Regions from separate parts of the Zea mays genome. Here region 2 is linked to region 1. The links are chromatin contacts, called in public HiChIP or PLAC-seq maps. All regions are on one chromosome and are shown on one strand. Each heading gives the region's core, a stretch centred on a gene start, on an enhancer-like site or on the middle of the called end of the contact. The rest is flanking DNA. Distances are from core to core; before and after follow the strand shown.

Region 1 (3,596 bases), core at 216-2,715:
CCACGCCAAACTCGCCGTCCAGGCTGCCCACGGAGTTGCTCATCTTCAGCACCTCCATGCCGTTGAGCAGCGCGTCGATCCGCCCCGTGTCCTGCCCCATGGGCCCGACCTGGACGCTCAGCTTGCCGTCCTCCAGCAACGACGAGTTCACCACGAAGTCCTTGTAGTAGGGCGCCGCCAGCTCGCCGCCGGCCACCGTCGACAGGTCCAGCCCGGACACGGCCTTGCGCCCGCCGATGTACACGTCGAAGTAGAGGTCGTTGGTGGCCTTGCTCACGATGTCGGCGAAGAAGAGGCGGACCAGGTAGCTGAAGGACGGGTCCACGTCCACCTTCCACGTCAGGTTGAAGTTGGGGCTCCCCACGTCGGCGTCCGCCATCCTGGCAGCGCTGGCGTACACCAGCGCCGGCGCCACCAGCCGGGACGTCCCTTCGGGGAACCTGATGGTGCTGGTGGGCACCGACACGTCCTTCACCGCCTCCTTGGACTGCACGTACGCGGCGTCGGTCTCCCACCGCCGGCCCAGCGTGTCCTTGGCCGGGCCGATGGCGGGACCGCCGACGTTGATCCGGTACAGGACCTGGTACGCGTCGTGCACCAGGCCGGTGATCTCGCCCAGCGGCGCGACGGCCAGCGCCGAGTCGGTGACGAGCTCGTCGGGCGCGTTCACCACCTCGATGGCGTTGACGAAGGCGGCGGAGCCACTGAGCGGCTGGAACTTGAGCGCCAGGTGGTTCTCGGTGGCGTTCACCAGGTACTCGTTCATGACGGGCTTGTCCCCCGGGGTGAAGCTGTGGAGCAGGACGTTGTCGTCGGTGACGACGCTAAAGGTCACCGACGCGAGGTCCACGTCGCCGCCCTTGAGCGGGAAGAAGTAGAGGCGGATGAAGTGCCAGCCCGGGACGGTGAGCGGGAAGCTGTAGACGGCCTCCTCCTTAAACACCCGCGCGGTGGCGTACAGCGGCGAGGGCACGTCGGCCTTGTCGTCGGCGGCGACGCGGATGGCGTCGGTGGCGGAGAGCAGGTGGTTGGCCTGCGCGTCCGTCTTGTACGACTTGCCGTCGGCGGTGAGGGGCGCCGTCCCGCCGCAGTCGATCAGGAAGCTGTCTTTAGGCGTGAAGCTGGACGGCGTGGGCGGCGTCTGCGCGCCGCTGTCGGTCACGGGCCGGCCTTGCCCGGACACGGTTGCCGCCGCCGCCGCCAGCAGTAGTAGCAGCAGCGCCAGCGGGAGCGTCCCGCGGCGCGTCATGGCTGGTCCAGCGCTTGCTTCTACCTAGGTAGCTAGCTAGCGAGCTAGTCTAGCGTGTCTGCTCGTCACCACCGACCACCGGCCCGCACCGGAGGGCGGCAGGCCTCGTTGTGACTGGGGTTGGGTGGGTTGTTTTGTTGACGGTGGCGGGGCCCTCTCACCCTCTCCCTGGTTGGTGGGCCCAATCGGAGGAGAGGGAGGAGGGAAGCGGTGAAATGGCGGGTTATGTGGTGGCTACCGGCTTGCCAAGTTTAAGCAGCCGCCCGCTATGTTTGGGATGGTGGCCAGAGCCCAGCGCCGAGGCGTGCGCTCCACAACCCGCCAGGTGCATGCTGCCTATTCTTGGAGACGCGTCGGCGTCGCTTTGCTTTGCTTTGCTTCCCTTTCCTTGGGGGGACCCAACCCAAATGTGTTAGCACCAGACGTGGTCACGTGGGTGAGAAGTGGAAGACGCTGCTGCAAGACTGCAAGAGCAAGGGCAGCAGATCCTCCCAGAGTCCCACTGAGCGCCGCTGGAGAACCTGAATGCTCCACGGAAACAAGTCATTAGGAAGTTCTTCTTCATTTGATAGACGAGAAAAATGCTGCATTCATGGACCATGACAATACTTTACAACTAATGGTGGACGGAAGTAGATCAAAGCAGAGTACAAAAACAATACAAAAAATATATATATATATATGGCTTGTACACGATCGACCAAGATCAGTTAGTTCATCGCCATGCGTGTTACTGCCAACTTCCACTTCTTCAGCATCCAACCATGAACCACCGCCTGCTCGTCTTGCTGCGCTCCGCCTTCCTCTTCTCCTTCTGGCACGCGCATTTTGTTTCTTGCAGTTTCTTCACCTTTTTTTTTCCAAACCAAACGAAACAAGGTCAGATTTTTCAACGTTTTGTCGCCTCTGTATTCGTTTACCAGTGCGCAGAAATCGGTCAGAGTGTCTTTGTCGTCGTCGGGGAGCGGACTGCGGAGCTCACCTTGGTGGGCGCGTTAGGCTTGCTGCTGGTGCTGCGGTGGAGCTGGCGCGCGCCCCGCTGCAGGATCTCCACGGCGCTCCAGCTCCCGCCGGCCGCCGCCGCCGCGGGCTTGCTCTTGCTCTCGTTGCCGCCGCCGCCGCCGCCGAACGCCGCAGCAGGGGCCGGGTCCACCACCGCCACCGGCGCGAGGTCGGACCACGTGGCGGGGTCCTCGACCTGCGGCACCGACGAGGAGGTCCCCAGCACCAGCTGGTGGGCGGCGTGGCCGGCGGCCTTGCCGCCGACGTCCAGGTCCAGCTCGCTGCTGAGCTGCCTGATGCGGGACTCCAGCAGGTTGAGGCGGTCCATGAGGTCGCTCCGCACCTGCACGTGTTGCAGCGCCGACGGCAGGGACTTGGTGTGCTGGTGCTGCGGCGCCGGCGCGCGGCGGGCCGGGGCCGGGGCCGGGTCGGCGTGCGACGGGCGGCGCTGCTGCTGCTCCTCCAGCTGCCGCAGCTGCACCAAAATACGTGCGCATGGAGTCATCAGTCGCTTCGCATCAATGTGCCCGCGTCATCGGCGTGCATGGACCATTCATGGATGTATGTATACAGTACAACTACACGTCGGGATCGCACGTACCCGGAGGTCGATCTGGTCGAGGCGGCCGAGCAGCTGGCTCTCTGCCGGCGGCGGGGGCGGGGGCTGCGGGGGAAGGCCGTACCCGTAGCCGCTGATGAGGACACGGCGCTCGGAGCCCACCAGCACGTCCGCCATGACGGACGGACGGCTCGCAGTCGCACGCGATCGATCGAGTTGGTTTATGTGACGGTGACGATGACGCCGCCAACTGCAGCTGCAAGGACGACGCGCGTGCCACCGTCAGTTATAAAGGCACGGTGGTGAGGACTGAGGAGCACGCAGGCCGGGTCGTCGGTCAAAGATGATCGGGGCAGGGCGGCGATGGAGGAGCATGCAGTGGCATGGCGTCGTGGCGACGACGAGGTGTAGCGGAGCCCGGCATGGTCGGAGCTGAGAGATCGGGTCTTAGACTCGGCCGAGTCAAAGAACGTGGGAATATTTCCTTCCCGGGTGTGCTACACTGCTACGTCTCTGGATCGATTTGTAGGTGAAGCCCAGGAATCGGCGAATCGGTATAAGATGCGCGTTAGTGGCTAAGACAGACGGCCCATCTTAAAGAATATGGCCCATATAGACCTATCATAACAGGCCGGTCGTGTGTCCCTTCTAACTTTGCTGATTCTATAGGAGAAAACCGAGTGCTGGGCACCCAAGGAACACTGCAATTTGCAACAAAGAACCCCGGAACATAAAGTTGTTTATATACCGAAAACGTACAACTTCTAGAATCTACAAAAAATTAGA
Region 2 (3,804 bases), core at 507-3,006, 160 kb before region 1:
GTGCCATAAAACTTACTAGACCTAATGTCTGCATACTCGTGTGACTGCACAGGCCATGAACTAAGCTCAAACCGCCACAGTCTTGGCTGGCTAGGCATCAATTCTCCCCAAATTAAGGGCATTTACAACTCCATTTAATATAGAATCCCTTGAGGGGTCTTTGAGGGTTGACTGAAAAAATATTGGCTCTTCGCGAAGAGTTCATCTCTACATGACTCACTATATATATTCTATTACCTACATTTATGATATAGGGGCTCATGTTTGTATCATGCAGTCTTTTAACTGTTTCTACTTTGAAAATCGATCCGGCTCAGGGTTGTGCATGCCCTAAGCAGCAGGGTGGGCACCGCTACAACAGCCCAAAGAATATACAGAACTGCGTGTTTCTTCGCTTCTCTGCCCATACATCAATCACAGGCAGACAGTGAAGTAATTCTATCTCAAATCTTATCTTTGGAGGAAAACACAGACAATCTCTATGGACTTGTTTGGATGAACATGTATCTCCATGTGCGTTGGGGTGGATTGCCGTGGAATTTAAAATAAAATTCACACGAACCCTCTCCAGTCTCCATCACAGACCTCAATCCAGGCGGGAAAGGATATAACGGAGTGCACACGGAGACAAGTAACCCCAGAAGTAAAGAACGTAATCACAAAGAGAACAATTGAAACAATAAGAGTAGGGGAAAGACAATCACTCCAACAACTAGGGGGAGTTTTGAATGCACTAGAGCTAATAGTTATTTGGCTAAAAAGTTGTTAATGAAATTAGCTAGCCAAATATTGGCTAATTTGCTAAAAGTAGCTAATAGCTAAAAACTACTAGCTAGACTATTTAGATCTCTTCAGCTAATTATTAGCTCTAGCGCATTTAAAAACTCACTAAAAAACCATGAAGTACCTTTTGCTGGGTTGGCTTTCCACCAGCCATACATATCTTCGGCGACCCAACCCAACCCAAGGGAACAAGATAAACATACATGGCTAGTTTGGGAGCCAAAAAAATCGGAAGGACTAAAATCGCCTCTTATTCAATTTTGATTAAGGAGATTTTGGTCTCTCCAATCCACTCTACTCTGGTTTTCTGGCTCCCAAACTAGCCCTACATGTATGTTTGAACATTATGTAAACTAGTCCGTAAGAAACGGCACAAAGCAAACGGTAATGGCGCTGCTGGAGGAAGCAAAGATGTAGATTGCTACCGCCTTCCCGGCCAAGTTAACCGCTACGAGAAGGAGCGAGAAAGAGAAAAAAAGGAAAACTTTTTTTTGGACTTTCTCGGTAGAGCTTGGGAAAGGTAGAAGAGTTCTAGATTTGACAGGCACAAACCCTCAGAACAAAACTTCGCTCCCCTCAGACGGATTGAATTGAACACTTAGCAAAAACTCGATGCAAGCCAAATCGAAACGGCTAAGCGCGACCAAACCGCGACAGCACAAGGACCAGAATTCCGGCCTCGAAACCCATAATTCGGGCGCGGTGCATTGCGGGAACCGGCGCCCATCCGCCCCAGACGGCGGTATCCGGTGGGTATCCCACCACGAATCCTCTCCCGCCGGCGAGCGCACGAACTCCCCCCTCGCAACCAGTCCGGCAATCAACCGCGTGCGGAAAATCAAAGCGAAGAGGGGCGCAAAAAAGATCTCACCCCGCTTCCGCTGCCGCTTCCCTTCGTGCTGCTTCCCCTTCCGCTGCTAGATTATTTCCACTCCCCTCTGTTCTTCTCCTCTCCTCTTCTTGCGCCTGTCAGTCTGTGTGTGTTGGTGTGGCAGCCGTTGCCGGCGCTCCGGCCACCGCGCTAAATAGCTTCGCGGCGCCCGAGGCGAGGGTGACCGGCCGCAGCCGGTGGGGCGGCCCGCCTTTGACCGCTCGTCACCGGTCGCTGCGGCCCCACGGCGACGATCCCGGCCGTCGGATCGGGGCAGCAGCGCGCGGGGGAGGCGGATATTTACACGCGTTGGCCGGTGATTGGGTGGCGGTGGGGACCGGCAGAGGGAGCGGTCGGTCCGTGGCTACGTGCACCCAGCGGGTGTACACGTTAGCTTTGGATGGGCCCACGCGGGGGAGAGGGCGCGGTGGGGCCGTGCCAGATGCGCTGGGTCGGTGGGTGCTGCTTCCTCATGATATCGACCATAAGGCTATGAGTCCATCAGCCCATGCATAGACATTAGGCATTTAGGCAAATGTCTCGTAAGGGATATTATTATTATAATACATGTACGTTGTGATGGTATATAATTATATTTCATAATATTAATTGAGAAGGACGAGATCGTACCCGTAATACAATCAATGGTAAAGCGAAGTAAATCAGTCATATGGATCATCTCCAAAAAATATCGATAATAAATAAATTTAATATCAAAGTGAGCATGTTGTCTATAGATCATATATTAAATTGCTAATAATAAATATTACACTTTATTTTAGACAAAAGACTGAGAAAGATATGAGTAAAAAAGAACTCAATCCCTATTTTTATAGAGCTCTCTGTAGCTCGTCCTCCTTCAGCTAACAGAGTGTTACTATATGTGCACGACTTCCTGTCGTATTGGACTTGGTGGCTTCTCACGGTCTATATATAGTGTAACAGCCTTGATGACCTATAACTCAAGATATTGACTCTATATAAACACAAGGTATGACTGCGGGTTTCAAATACCCACAACATATTCCACTGAACTTATGCCCTTTTATTTTCTCGTAGACACACGCATTAAACACAATTCATGGACAGATTGAACCATAAAGATGTCTGACTACTGCACAATAATCTGATAGAGAAGAAAACATGCATCAACAATTATCAAACAGAGGCCATGAAAGGATTCATGATGCAGCATGCATGAGCCATGCATGAGTTGAGCGGTGTCCAGTATTGTCTTGCATCATGCACGAGAGTGGTTAATTTAGATCTAGCTACAAGAAACATATGAGCTAATGAACCAAATGCCTCGAACAGTAGCTGTCGGTACCCTGAATCAAGGGTACCCTCTTCTACAGTATGAAGGCGCTGCACCCGTTCGACATCTCCAGATCACACGGAGAGCGGCACCCGACCCCACCACATGGGCAGGCCTAAGGGCACCACGTGGCGAGGAAGGATAATACATCCCAGGAAGCACCGTTGGGTCCGGACCTCCGCAGAGGGACACCGGACCCCTGTGAGTACGAGCCTGGAGCTCCCGAGGAGACATGTCGGGTCCCCCCGAGTGAGGTCCGGGCCTTAGCAGGGTCCCGAGACGGAGAGGATCCCGACACAAGCAAGGGTTCGGTGCCGACACGTGTCCAGGCCTTGCCCTACGCTCCCCGCTCAGGCGGAAACCCGCCGCGGTCGCGTGGCTTGTGGCCCGTGACATAAGCCAACGGGCCGAGTCTGACGTAAGGCCCATACGGCTGTGCAGTCTTTGCATTTATTGCGGAGAGGACGCGTCACCTGCCACCACGCTGACGGACGACGCGCCCTCTCAGCATTTAATGCGTCCTGTCCAATTCACCGGCAAACGACGTCAAGGTCACCCAGCAGACGACGCGCCTGACCAGTCTGTTGGCAAACAGTGCGCCCGTGCCGAGCGGCGCACAATACCCATCGTCCCTTCTACAAGAAGCTTCCCCTGCACGCCGAGGATACGAAGATCTCGGGCGACAGGGCACAAGAAGATTGCCCCAGCAGCAAACATTGGTGGCTCCAAGCGCTATATTCTTTATGTCCCTGGGCCCACATGTCGGGGCCCAGTACCTTTGTGCATGCCCCCTTCAACTATAAAAGGGGAGGCATGCGACGTTACACACAAGCTC

Evidence for each region. HiChIP or PLAC-seq counts read pairs in DNA pulled down with a chosen protein or histone mark.
Region 2: a contact with region 1 is called in an H3K4me3 HiChIP or PLAC-seq map of leaf, with 5 times the contacts expected there. The contact joins the promoter of LOC100280226 here to the promoter of LOC103638155 in region 1. A contact is called at or near these places in 14 of 25 Hi-C or Micro-C datasets (bundle sheath, ear, endosperm and 6 more) and 1 of 3 datasets of contacts at active chromatin or transcription factors (leaf).

Annotation. Positions count from the first base shown.
Region 1 is chr9:27,070,012-27,073,607 of Zm-B73-REFERENCE-NAM-5.0, reverse strand. LOC103638155 (probable receptor-like protein kinase At2g21480) reads right to left here and starts at 1,465. Exons shown (of 1, transcript NM_001407493.1): 1 at 1-1,465. The coding sequence starts at 1,249. It overlaps LOC100278437, which reads right to left and starts at 3,073. Exons shown (of 3, transcript NM_001152034.3): 1 at 2,853-3,073; 2 at 2,232-2,726; 3 at 1,814-2,099. The coding sequence starts at 2,987. The coding sequence ends at 2,001.
Region 2 is chr9:27,226,455-27,230,258 of Zm-B73-REFERENCE-NAM-5.0, reverse strand. It overlaps LOC100280226, which reads right to left and starts at 1,756. Exons shown (of 10, transcript NM_001153156.1): 1 at 1,655-1,756.